Regions from separate parts of the Zea mays genome. Here region 1 is linked to region 2. The links are chromatin contacts, called in public Hi-C maps. All regions are on one chromosome and are shown on one strand. Each heading gives the region's core, a stretch centred on a gene start, on an enhancer-like site or on the middle of the called end of the contact. The rest is flanking DNA. Distances are from core to core; before and after follow the strand shown.

Region 1 (6,292 bases), core at 2,512-5,011, 220 kb before region 2:
CCTCCGTCCTAAAAAAGTGCAATTCTCTCTTTTTTTTCAAGGAGTCAAACAATCTTACGTTTGCCCAAATCTATATAAAAAAGATATCATTAGTGAATCAGACAATTTTAAGTTTGACCAAATACATACAAAAAGTACTAATAGCTATGATGATGAATAAATATGATTAGTTAATCATAGAATATGTTTTCATAGTAAAACTATTTGAATACATAAATATTGATATTGTTTTCTATAAACTTAGTCAAACTTAACAAAACCTGACTTGGTTCACATCTAGAATTGTTTTCTTTTTTTGAGACGGAGATAGCATATACTCGTATAAGATCACCATTAAAATAACTTTGTAGAATATGGAATGCTCGCTAACTTTATGGCATCAGGAGATAACAGAATGCATGATTTAACATGATACTCTGAATCAATGCAAATACAGCGATAATAGTGCTGGATAAGAAATGATGCTATGGGTCATGAGTGCATAGAAAAGGCAATCTGCTTATTTTGTTCCAAGGTATGAGAAAACAAAAGGCAACATTTTTATTTCCAGAGAAAGCAAAGTGCAAAGCGAAGAAACTCGCACATGTCCTGAAGCATATAGCATCGAAGCCAGATTTTCTTTAGTGAACATAACCCAGCTAGAAGGTAAACAGAACGTCATGTTCACCAAAAAGGCAAAGAAAAAGAGCCACTAGAGATCCTGCCCCACCGCAAAAAAAACACGCACATACTCTCAGAATCACCAATTGTGACTGAGTATAGTCATGGATTAAGTAACACAAATTCAGCAATGTTGTGAAAAGATGCCAAACATTACATAAACATATATAACAAGTTATACTTTTTGACAAACAAAAAATGAACTTGGAGGCATGTGAATGCATATATTAAAATATCTCAAGAGCTATTTTTCCATATCACCTTTCAGGATTAGGTAATCGTAAGCTATACCAAACAAAATGCCACTAAAAAGGTGTGAATAGCATGTATAGCTACATCAGATACTAAGTGAAGGAACAGAACATATCTTCATTGACAATAGCATAATATGTTTCTAATTCAGAAGGCATGTGGAATTGTGGATTACACAAATGGCATTGCGAGATTTGTCGTTGCCTTAAACTATAGTGTGTATCACACTATCACAAATGATAGACAGAACTAATATAAAAGACAATCTGTACGAGAATCCATAAAACACATTCGAGTAAACCATATGCTGTTATAAGGAAAAGTAAGTCATATGTTGTATGAAAACTTGAATTACCATGCATAAGCTATCTAGATAATCATGACCCGGTGAAGAAAGTAACAAACAAGCAATAAAACAGCATGGAAATGACTTGAGGAACAAACTGATTGCAGAAGCAGACATCACAGGAAGAGCATTATCAAAACATTATTCAGTTACTACTTTATCTGCAGCAGCACAGCTCGATCGTCAGCAAAGTATAACAGCCATAAATTAGCAAATAATCTCTGTTTTTAGAAAGGGACCGTGGATCTTTTACACTACCTGATTTCGGGCACCAGCGATCAAAACCCACAGGTGGACTGTTCCCCGACTGCTTCCACCAAACGTGCTAAGCATGGATCTCCTAATTTTGTTTTCAAAGATATGGTTCCTTAGACAACAAGTCTATATTTTAGAGGCTTCTTTTACGTCAATGCCTGTGATGAACTGAAGACAACTACAAACATCAAATAGATAGCATGTGTTTTTCTACAATGAAATAAACACGGCCAATACCTTAAGCAGCACAGCTACACACGGTACAGTACAATATCTACTTTAGGCTAACATAGAATTATATTAAGGTGGAAACACCGAAATAAATATAAATTAATGCTTGCAAAAGAAAATGCATCGTCACCTATTGACAGTGAGCCCCAGGATTGTAATTAATGACCTGACATCACTATGTCTGAATATAGCAAACAACTACAGAATACTCCAGCATGCAAGTTCATAAGCAGGGGTGGATCCAGGACCAGGGCTGGCGGGGCTGCAGCCCCGGTCCAGCAGCCTAAGTAACACTTAGTACCATGTAGTGATTTCAGCATAGTAATACGAAGAAGGCCCACGATTACAAGATGCAGGCGCATAACAGCACAATGCAGGTCCATCAGTTCATCACCCATGTGCACGGCACACAGCAACCCACACGCGTTTGTAATTCGCACATTATTTACATGGTGGTTCCATTCATTCGCATTGCAGCCATCTCCAGCCTCCCCAATCCATAATTTAGCCCCTCATTTGATCTGTTTCTGGATCCGCCACTGACAAAAGATTCCTACTTTGTCAGGTTGGTGGAATTGATTGCATCAAGTTGCTGGAATCACTGCTTTGCATACCACTTCTCATCCAGGCAATGCTGCTAATTTCTGATACCAATGAAGCAAAGCTAATATTTAAAACAGGTGGATGACCTTCAAACTCACTGAACTCAGGACCCAGCAATGAGTTCTTACGATGCTGCTCATGAGCACCGCAGCAACCATACCCACATTTGTCTGGCACCTCAGCAGCAAAGCATATAGGATCAACAAACTTGAATACCTCGCTTTCAGGAGTCGAGACTTTATGAGTTGAGTCAAACATGACGACAGCACCTGGCATTTCTTGTTGGGTAGGTTCCGTGTGTCCTAGATAATATGGTCTGAAAGCACCAATCTTTGCCGCTGGTCGGGACAGGTATGGTGGATCAACGACTTGAGTAATAGAACAATGATCTGTGATGTGCCTTGCCCGAGGAGAAGTATCTGGAGCTGTTTGCACAGGATCATCCTTTACATCCATAGCGGTGAAGGAATTAAGATCGTTTAAAGGCCAAGGTTCTTCTGAAACTTCCCTGGACACCTTTGGGATACTTCGCTCCACAGAACCACCATGCTTGCATTGGCCATCATTGCAGTAGCGACGCCTCAGGGTGGAATTCCAGTGATTCTTGATGGCATTGTCTGTTCTCCCATCCAAAAGCTTTGCGATAGATGCCCACTTGTTCCCATGGACAGCATGAGCTGCCATTATAATGCGGTCCTCCTCTTCTGCAGCCAAAGCCAAAGGTAACAAAAAAAAGCAAGACATATACGCATATAAGATCCGCATGAATGACAGAATGCATCAAATCCATATAGGTAACCAGAGATCAACATATCACATAGATACTGCATATGTGAGGCCAAGCTTAGGTTTTGATACATTTATCATGGGCTCAAAATAGCAATGTAAGTAAAGATTGAAAAGGGCGGTACCAGTGAAAGGCTTGCGCTTGACTTGGGGGTCGAGCTGATTGCACCAGCGCAGGCGGCAGGACTTGCCGGAGCGGCCCGGGATGCCACGCGCGATCAGCGTCCAGTTCCGCGCCCCGAACTTCTCCACGAGGTTGCTCAGCACCGCGTCCTCCTCTGGGGACCACGGCCCCCTCACCCGCTCTTCTATCGTCGCGTTAGCCGCCGCCGCAGCAGAAGCAGATGCCGCGGCGTCCCCACCAACAGGAGCACCGGAGGCAGTGATCCCGTCGTCCCCTTCACCAGAAGGAGGAGGCGACAGGTGGTTTGGTTGGGGTTGGAGCAGGACCTCGGTTAGGGTTTGCGTCTCGTCGGCCACCCAGAGAGAATTGGAACTGGCCGCGTCGGCGGCGGCGTTCGGATCCGATTGCAGCTGCGGCTGCGGCGTCGTCGTCGGAGAAACAGCGGTTTCGGCGGCCGACATGGTGCGATGGGCACTTTGGTCTCTGCCGCTAGATGGTAGAGCGATGTTCCGGAGGAGTGCTGCTTCATTTCGGCGAAGGTGACATGTAGGTCCCACTGGTCAATCGTTTCTCTTTCCTGGACAATCTTTTTTATCAGTGCTGCTTGAAGCCCTGTTTCTCTGAGTAAATTGATTCATATCTCAAGTACGAACAAATCAATATCTAGATTTGTAATGGTCTATTAGATTATTCGAAAAAATCTCCTTGCATCTACTATATTCATTTCGTCTCTAATCCAATATTGAGTTTCTGCACTTAAATGTTTAAATATTTTTTTTATGAAGGGGCAGAGCCCCTATTTCATTAGGAAATAGGATAAATGACATTACAATCCGAAACGATGAGATATAACCCATCACCAAAAGAGCACCTAGTGGAACTAACTCCTACATACTATCATGCTAGATAAGCAAGGATCATCCTCCACTAACATCAGTCCAGGCGAAACCATAGTTTTTAAGCAGAGCTTATATACAACGGCGACGGGCCAGTGAGCAGCTACAAGCTAACACGCCAGATAAACCTAGATGACCAAAATGATATTCAAGCACTTGAGCGGCAGCCAACTACAGACATGCACCCAAAGTACCCTTCAACCAGAAATACGACGGTCTCTCGGACACCACACAAACGACCTACTCATTACTTCACTTGCTATCTTTATGATTAGTCGGCTTTCTTGGATCACCATCCTTTTTTTCCTACTCTCTCTAACGAATAGCCCAAGAATCCAGCCAAAAGCAAAAGCAAATATGTGTAACAAATGTTATAATTAGTATGATATCAGGACAACCACCGACCATTGTGTAACTACTCCACTTGATAAAAAAAGTAGTATAATATTTTGTCTAACAATACTAACGTGTTCTAAAATTGCTAGTCAATTTATTCAAAGATGGAATAAGTATATTTACATAGAGAGTGTGTCTTTTCTACTACAAGGCTTAGGCCTATGCAAAATAAACCGAAACCGAATTAATCCTTAGAAATTTCGGTTCTATGTTTGAGAAAACCAAAATCATCAAAATAATTTAGGTTCTAGACCTCAGAAAACTGAATTAACCGAAAAACAAAACTGAAAATCTATATATTAACCGTGGGAGCAAAACTCTCTCCACGTTAGTCCACGTCGTCCCTTTCTTCGTCAGTCATACCATATGCATCAAACGTTCACGAGCCTGTTTCATTTACGGCGACACGGTCATACCATACGGGATCCTTCCAGAAAAAACCGACATAACTCCATCCTCAGCTATCGTCGTCGGCACTGGCGTAGGCTCTGCTCGACCAACACGGTCGTGTGGCCGTGCTTCGGCCTTCGGCAAATCAGCGGCGCATGCGCCAGCCCATAGCAGTCGTCCTGCCAGATCCTAGGCGCCAGCCGTCATCGCTCTCACCCAAGCCACAACCAAGAACCAACCTCAGTGCCCTCAAGTCATTGCGCCCAGCGGCAGCAGGTCCTCGCTCGCCATCACTGCCTCAAGCGTCGAACTCAATCCCGCGACGTTCCGCGTCTGAAAGGTCCGACCTCTAAGCTCTGGGTACCGAGACCGCCCACGAGTCGGCGCGGCGAGCATATGGATAAATGAGAGCCTTGCCAGGCACGCGGTCGACGAGAGGTAGGGGAGAGGACAAGAAGTGTGGAGTGTGGACAGTGGGGAGGGAGGGAAGAGAGTTTCACTAGGCGGAGGTACTGCCTTACTGGTATGGTGAGGCGGAGGACGGAGGCGGGCTGCGGTGCCAGCAGATTAAACAAAAACACGCAGACGCCAGCGCCACCGCTCCGTAGCCGCAGCCTCGCCCCGCTCAAGTCTCAATCCTCCAGTCTCGACTGGTACCCGTCTGCCACCACAGCAGCGTCCTCGCGGTCTCGTCTCGGTCGACCGGCTCTCTCTTCCGCCCATGCCCACGCCCACGCTCATGCCCACCACCCAGCAGTCTTAGGCCGCAGGCCCGCAGCCGCGCCGTGCGCCCTCGCCAAGGCCGTCGCATCGTACCAGCGGCAGCAAGTGCTCCACGGAAGCAAGATAAGTGCGGGCAATTTCGTGCCACAAACCGGTTGGATAGCGGGTTTGTTACCTCTTCGTTTTTCATCCATTATGTCATTCTTCTTCGTTATACCCGTTTAACTACAGCATCTTCTCACTAGAAATCAAACAGCTGCATTATATGTATAGGAATTTAGTTGGGGAATGGGGTACAACTGCAACGTGTCAGAGCTGGGTCCAAGGCCATTAATATATGATGCAGGATCTATCAATAATTTAAATTGACTTATTATGCAGGTTAAATTACGGGTGGTTTTAAAAAATAAAAATTGATTTATTCATTGTTTATGTTGGCTTTCAATCAGGTGCAAATTCATCGCTGCATCTCCACCACTAAAGTTTGGTTCCTCCCAACTAAAGATTAGTCCATGTCGCATCAAATATTAAAATAATAAATACGAGTATTAAATATTGTCTAACTATAAAACTTATTATTATACATAAAAGAATAAAAGACGAGACAAACTTATTAAACCTAATTAAACA
Region 2 (6,700 bases), core at 2,719-5,218:
TAATTCCGGGCTGCAACGACGACACGATAACGACAATATGAGCACTCACCATCAGGGTGTGGGTGTCTGTCTCGTGTGAAGGGGAGATCCAGCATAAGTTCACACACATTAAAAAGGACGGGGAAAAAGGGGTTCAAAACCGCCACTCAGACTCTAGTCTCTATGCACTTCGCACATGACAGTTACACCAGTTAAAAGTTCTTAAACCCATTCAGTTCAGACTATGCATTTCGTATACGGCGTTCAGAACCGGGGAAAAAAAAAGAAGAAGGCATAACTCCACTCAAATGGTGGGCAGTTTCTGTTTGTACGGGTCTAACTCAGTTACAGAATGATCAGAAAGTGCCAGACTATTCTTCTTTCGCTGACCCTTTCTCCTCTACAGAAGGAACCTCCCTTCTGGTGTCGCTTCCTGAAGCCAACTCCTGGATGTCCTCCTCACAGGGAGGTGCGCTCGGTTCAGCTTTACCAGCTTCTTCCTGGTTATTATCTTTGCTCGGAGCTGCTTCACGAGCAGGAGAATCTTGTGAATCGCTATGTTCTCGAGCTGCGGCATAGCTGGCAAATGGAACCCCAGTGTCCATCAAGCTGGCAGCTATAGCAGCATTCAGATCAGCCTCTTCTTGCTGCGCTGCGATCATGTCCATTTCACTCATCCCTTCTGGTTGTTCAGCAAGTAGAGGGGATTGTACCTGCTCAGTAGGTGGTGTTTGCACCTGGTTACAGGAGGCTGTTATCCTCCGGGCGTCATCAGGGGTAAACCATTGACCGAAACCGTTAGAGCCTTCGGTTGCCATAGGGCACTCCTTGGGGAAATTGCCTCTAACTGCAAATATACTCCAGCCTGACCCCTTCAGGGTGTCAATGAAAGCTGAGAGGTAAAACTTCGACAGGTGCTCGGGAGCTGGGTAGAGACTATTAAAGTTGTACCACTCCCCGTTCACCTTCCTCATGCAGAACCAGTGGTCCTGCAGGTGGCAAATGAAAGCAACCTCCTGCTCTGGGTCAAATAGGGACGACCCTGCAGCTGGGGAATCAAGGGGTATAACTTGGAGATCCCAAACCTCCAGCGCCTTCTGCAAAACCTATTTAAAAGAAACCTATTCAGACGAAATGGATAAAATCTATCTGTGTAATAGACTGGCACCATATTCAGATGAATTAGGTTAATGGAGCGCATAGACTTTACATGTGGACATGAATAAAAGCAAGACTCTTGACAGCATTTCAGATTCATTACAAAGATACATGCATAGATGATGCTTTCATATCAAATGTAGTATAAAGACTGAGACAAACAAAGTGAAGAATCACAATTTGTGTATTTCACCGCATAACCACATCCCATCTGTCCAATTTCAGATTGGCTATCTCCAGCAGCACTCCTATCTCATACCCTACCTTGCCTCCTATTTCAAAATTCACTCTACAAACAGTAGATAATAGTGTTTTGCACGACCATATGCACAATCTGCTGGACACAGCCTAATGTGCACCTTCTTAAAAAATGTACTGCAAATATTTACCCATTCCATGACTCTACGAGTGTGCCAGGACCCATGACTAAAATATCGCAGCTTTGGGTTAGAAACGAAAACTTAATGAATTCATAATCATCTTTCCCCCATTTCACATCCAAATGTGTAAAGTGATAATCAGAGGATCTGACCAGGACACTGCAGTTATAAAATGCAAAGATGAACATGGTTCAATGAAGAAAAAGAGGAAATAGCTAATTGCTCCATATAATGGCTGATAAAATAGAAAGTGCTAATGCAAAGATGAACATGATTCAAAGAAAAAAGGGAAATAGCTAATTCCTGCATAAGTTCGGCGACCCTTCTATACATTCTGAAGGCTGAAGGAGAAAACTTTAAAAGAACTGGAGTGCCTCCATATTGCAAAGTGGCATATCAGGATAGCATTAAAGCATATTCACAGAAAATTGGTGTCAAATTAAAAACTTTATGGAGACATGCACAAACGACTATAAATATAAAAATGTGTGAAACATCATAATATCAGCAACATCCAAAACAGTCGGCATTCACCGCTATTTGTGCTCAAATTCATTGTTTTATGACTGACAGGTATGGGTTTTATCTACAGCATCATTCTTTTCCTTCATAGTTTCCATCTGTCCCTATTTAAGTCACAGCATGGATTGATTGGCTCAGAAACGTACATCATATTTATTTCATCCACGTCATTACAAAAATTTGTCTTAATGTAATTATCTGAATTAAAAAACATGTGTATATGTATATTGTTATACGTGAATTTACAACAGATTCAAAGCACAGATACATATCATATTTCCCCATTGCAGAATAGTAGTGTCTGCCAGTGTCCAATTTGGCAAATTATTGGGAACACGTCAAATACCACTTGGAATCTCAATGCTGGGTGTCGGAATCCAACCTGGCCAAAAAAAGAAAGGGCGTGGCTAAATGGGTATCTGCTAACACTGATGGCTATGCAATCATCTGGATTTTAGTGACTTGTGAAACTTTTCAAAAATCAGATGTCCATCGACTTTTCTTTCGAGAATTGTTTATGGAGCAGCTTAAATTTAGAAATAGCATTTAAAACCTTAGAACTGCTAACCTTTACATGGCTATCAAGCTTGATCATATTCCCAATTCAAATTAAAGAACAACTACAGTCAATTGTCATAAACTGTAAGAAACTGAATTCATTGTTAATGTCAGCAATTCAGTACACGACAAAAATCAAGCTATGTTAGCCAGATAAACTATTGAATACGTACATTGATCATATATTTTTGACAGTGTAACGACAATAGAATACGTTACCGCAGCATGCAAGCACATGCATTGGTGCAGGCCAGGTACATAACATAAATTGACACAAACCGCTGTGAAGACGTTTGCTGTTGTTCATACAAGGCTTTCCGTTAATCATTTATCCCTAGTTGATTATTAAATGCACACGTGTGGTCTATAACTTTGCAGAAAACAACTACATCTGAACTTTTCAGTAATGCAGAAAAAGGTACAATCCTATATCAAATCACCTGTAGAGAATCTTGCAAATTTTAGTATTATTTATCCATCAGAAACCCCTTTAACACCTAGCAGAGCACGCTTTTGAACGCAGGAAGTTGCCTAAGTACCATTAGGATTGGAATATGATTGCATCATCTATGTTCAAGGAGAGAGTCTCTAATCATGCAATCACTTGATAAGTATTCCTTCACATGACTGGGATGACGCATTAACTACCTAATTTTCTTTTCTTCTATATGTAGGCTAAACCCTGCTAATTTGTAGCAAATCCATCCTATTGAAGTATATACCGCCACATTTAACCTAGAATCTTCGACTAGACTAGAAGGCAATCGACGATCTCCAAGCAGCAATGCTCGAGCAAAAATCCCCTAAATTCTAGGCAGAGACCTTAACAGACAACCAACTCGTAACCGTGCCCACGGAAGATATGATCTACGCATTGGTCGATCTAACCGAGCCCAAGAAACCTAAATGGATAATTTTTCATGAAGCCTAGACCTGGAGGGTCTGGACTAACCTGGATGCTGAAATCGCCGCCAAGGGAGACGTTGTGAGATCCCTCGCCCTCGGCGAAGAAATCCCCTGCAGCAGCGTTGCCCGCACCGGGGCTTCGGGAGCCCTCGAGCATCACCAGGCGCTCCCGCTGGTCGAGGTCGGCGGCGAGCGCGGCGAGGTCGAACTCGGAGAAGAAGGGGCCCTGCAGGGCGGTGTTGACGCAGTGCACGGCGCAGAGCTTCCCTTCCTGCACCTCGTGGTAGAGAAGCCCGCCGTTGCTCGCCGCCTCCATCGCCCGCTCCAAAACCTTGCAGAAGCTTCTCCCTACAGTGCGGTGCGATTCGGCCCTTCGCCGCCTCGACGGGTCACAGATTCAAGCCAGGATTGAGGAGGTAAATGAAACCGGCCGACGGGGAAAGGTAACGCAGAGGAGCTGTGTGCCTGACTACCTGTGTGGGTGCTTTTTGCGTGGGTCGTGTCGTGTCGTGTCCGTCTCGGTGGTGACGCGGACTCTCAAAACTATCAAAAATGCCTGATGGCCAACAGGCCGGTCCGACACGGCACGCAGGGCTTCATAGGCGTCCTTACGTGGTCCAGCCTTCGTCCCTGGCACAGCTCTACAGGCTGGTTCGTGCATCGGCCCACTAAGCACGGCAAAAAAAAAAGGGCCAGGTCAATCTTTAGCCCGACAAAAAATTCAAGACCTCCAAATTATGGTAAAACTATAGTTCAATACACAACAGATATGATAAAATATGATAAATAAGTTGTTTTGTGCAATATTATCTTATTAAAATCTTATTAGGTAAAACTCACTCATGAGAAACTCTAGAAAGGAAAAAAACAGTGACGGACTCAAGCCCAGCTGTTCGGGCTCCTCTATCGTATGTTCTGGATAAGTACACGTATTCAAGAGCAAAATACAGGTTGACGTGGTAAAAATTGCCAAGGTCTAGCTTGCAAAGCAAATGCCCAGGCTTTTGAACATTTCTAGGTCCCCCACTCCATTGGAAAAAAGAGTGCAGCCAGTTCATAATTAAGTCCTACAAACCAGTGTTCAAATTTGTTAAAACCCAAAAGTACATACCAAAATTATCCAGTCACTCTCACTCAATCTCTGTCTCTCAACTTCACAAAAGCACATGCACAGACCAGAATAAGCACCCGCATTAAGTAGTAAGTACCAGAACTAGAACTATCACACAGTCCCTAAGTAGCAGAACCAGAACCACCACAAGCAGTTCCACTGTTACCAGCAATTCATTTTCATCAAGGAACAAGTTCTAAAATGAGTCCTCAAGCTCTGAGTTGTCAACAACATGTTGCTCTCTCTTTTCTCCTAACTCCTAATCTTTTAAGCAAGTTAGTATCTCAACATTCTAACGCAACAAGTGTCGTCGCCATTCCTCAATTATATTGTCCATCAAGCTGAAACAAGACTATGAAGAGACAACAGACACATGAACAGACATGATATCTCTTACCATTATGGACATGATTGGATAAGTTAGCTTGTGATCACGCCACAAATATATCAAAATCATCCTCATAAGAAATGATATTGTCACTGTCTAAGTAGGGTGAGAGCTCACAAACAGCGGAGGAAAATGAAGCATAAGGGGTAGAGACAGGGGGACCAACAACACCTGAACTTCGGTCTCCAAATGTTCTTCCCCATGCTTGTTTTTTTACCTGTGTGGATCGAATAAGCCTGGACCTGCACCAAACTTATTCTGATATTTAGTAAACAATTTATACAATCATTTTTTCACATCAGCATAATAGGTATTGTACACTCACGACCAGTGCAGTCACCAAGTAAATGCAGTCGAAGACGATCAGCTAGTATATGCATCATGAAGAAAAGTAATAACGGGAGCACAAAACATTCTTTCATCTAATTCATCGAAATTGGGCATGAGTTTATTCATCGGATTTATTAAAACTTGACCCTTTTGAAGCTCTGTCCGCGTTTGGCGGACTCCGCGCCATTCGTCGCACGACGCGTGGAACTGCTCGCGGATGCGATTTTTCATTTCATTGCATTGGATACGACTTGTGTTCGCTTTCTCACCCAGTCAGTCACCCTCCGCCTGCGCACGCCTCGCGTTCTCCGTCTCGCCATCGCGCTGTCGCCTCTACTGCTTCGCCACGTCGTCACCTCTTTGCTGCTCCACTGGTCCCTAAAGTGCTGCTACTCCGGCGCCCTCTGGCAGCCGGTTGTAGGGGCACGTGGAGGACGCAGAATGGTCATGGTGGTGTGAGAGCACCTAGAGGGGGGGTGAATAGGTGATCCTATAAAACTTTAAACTTAAGCCACAAAAACTTTGTTAGGCGTTAGCACAATAATAGCCAAGTGGCTATAGAGAAGTCTCAACAAAACACAATAACCACAAGAGATCAATCACAGAGATGGCACAGTGGTTTATCCCGTGGTTCGGCCAAGACCAACGCTTGCCTACTCCACGTTGTGGCGTCCCAACGGACGAGGGTTGCAATCAACCCCTCTCAAGTGGTCCAAAGACCTACTTGAATACCACGGTGTTTTGCTTTGCTTTTCTTAATCCCGTTTGCGAGGAATCTCCACAACTTGGAGCCTCTCGCCCTTACACTTGAAGTTCGCAAAGAAGCACGGAGTAAGGGAGGGATTAGCAACTCATACAAGACACTAAGATCACAGTAAATACGCACACACAGAACCCAGACTTAAGCTCAAATGGCTAGCACACTAGAACGGATCTCAAATCACTAGAATGTCGAACAAGTGCGCAAGAATGATGTGTGAGTGATCAATAGTGCTCAAAGGATGCTTGGTGTTCTCCTCCATGCGCCTAGGGGTCCCTTTTATAGCCCCAAGGCAGCTAGGAGCCGTTGAGAGCAATCTGGGAAGGCAAATCTTGTCTTCTGTCGTCTGGCGCACCGGACAGTCCGGTGCACACCGGACACTGTCCGGTGCCCGATTTCTTTCCTTAAATGGCGCAGCCGACCGTTGGCAGCCAGAGAGCCGTTGGCGCACCGGACATGTCCGGTGCCCCCTTCTAGCCGTTGGCTCGGCCACGTGTCCCGCGTAGATTGCGCGGCCGACCGTTGGCTCACCGGACAGTCCGGTGAATTATAGCCGCACGTCGCCGGTGAATTCCCGAGAGCGGCCAGTTCGCTCGAGCCAGCCTGGC

Evidence for each region. A called contact is a pair of places that touch in the nucleus more often than the background predicts.
Region 1: a contact with region 2 is called in a Hi-C map of leaf, with 5 times the contacts expected there. The contact joins the promoter of LOC100273738 here to the promoter of LOC100283523 in region 2. A contact is called at or near these places in 7 of 25 Hi-C or Micro-C datasets (bundle sheath, ear, leaf and 2 more) and 1 of 3 datasets of contacts at active chromatin or transcription factors (seedling).

What each region holds. Positions count from the first base shown.
Region 1 is chr8:174,519,266-174,525,557 of Zm-B73-REFERENCE-NAM-5.0, reverse strand. It overlaps LOC100273738 (MYB transcription factor), which reads right to left and starts at 3,761. Exons shown (of 2, transcript NM_001148147.2): 1 at 3,259-3,761; 2 at 1,679-3,051. The coding sequence starts at 3,718. The coding sequence ends at 2,306.
Region 2 is chr8:174,300,792-174,307,491 of Zm-B73-REFERENCE-NAM-5.0, reverse strand. It overlaps LOC100283523, which reads right to left and starts at 3,968. Exons shown (of 2, transcript NM_001156423.2): 1 at 3,550-3,968; 2 at 116-1,085. The coding sequence starts at 3,819. The coding sequence ends at 351.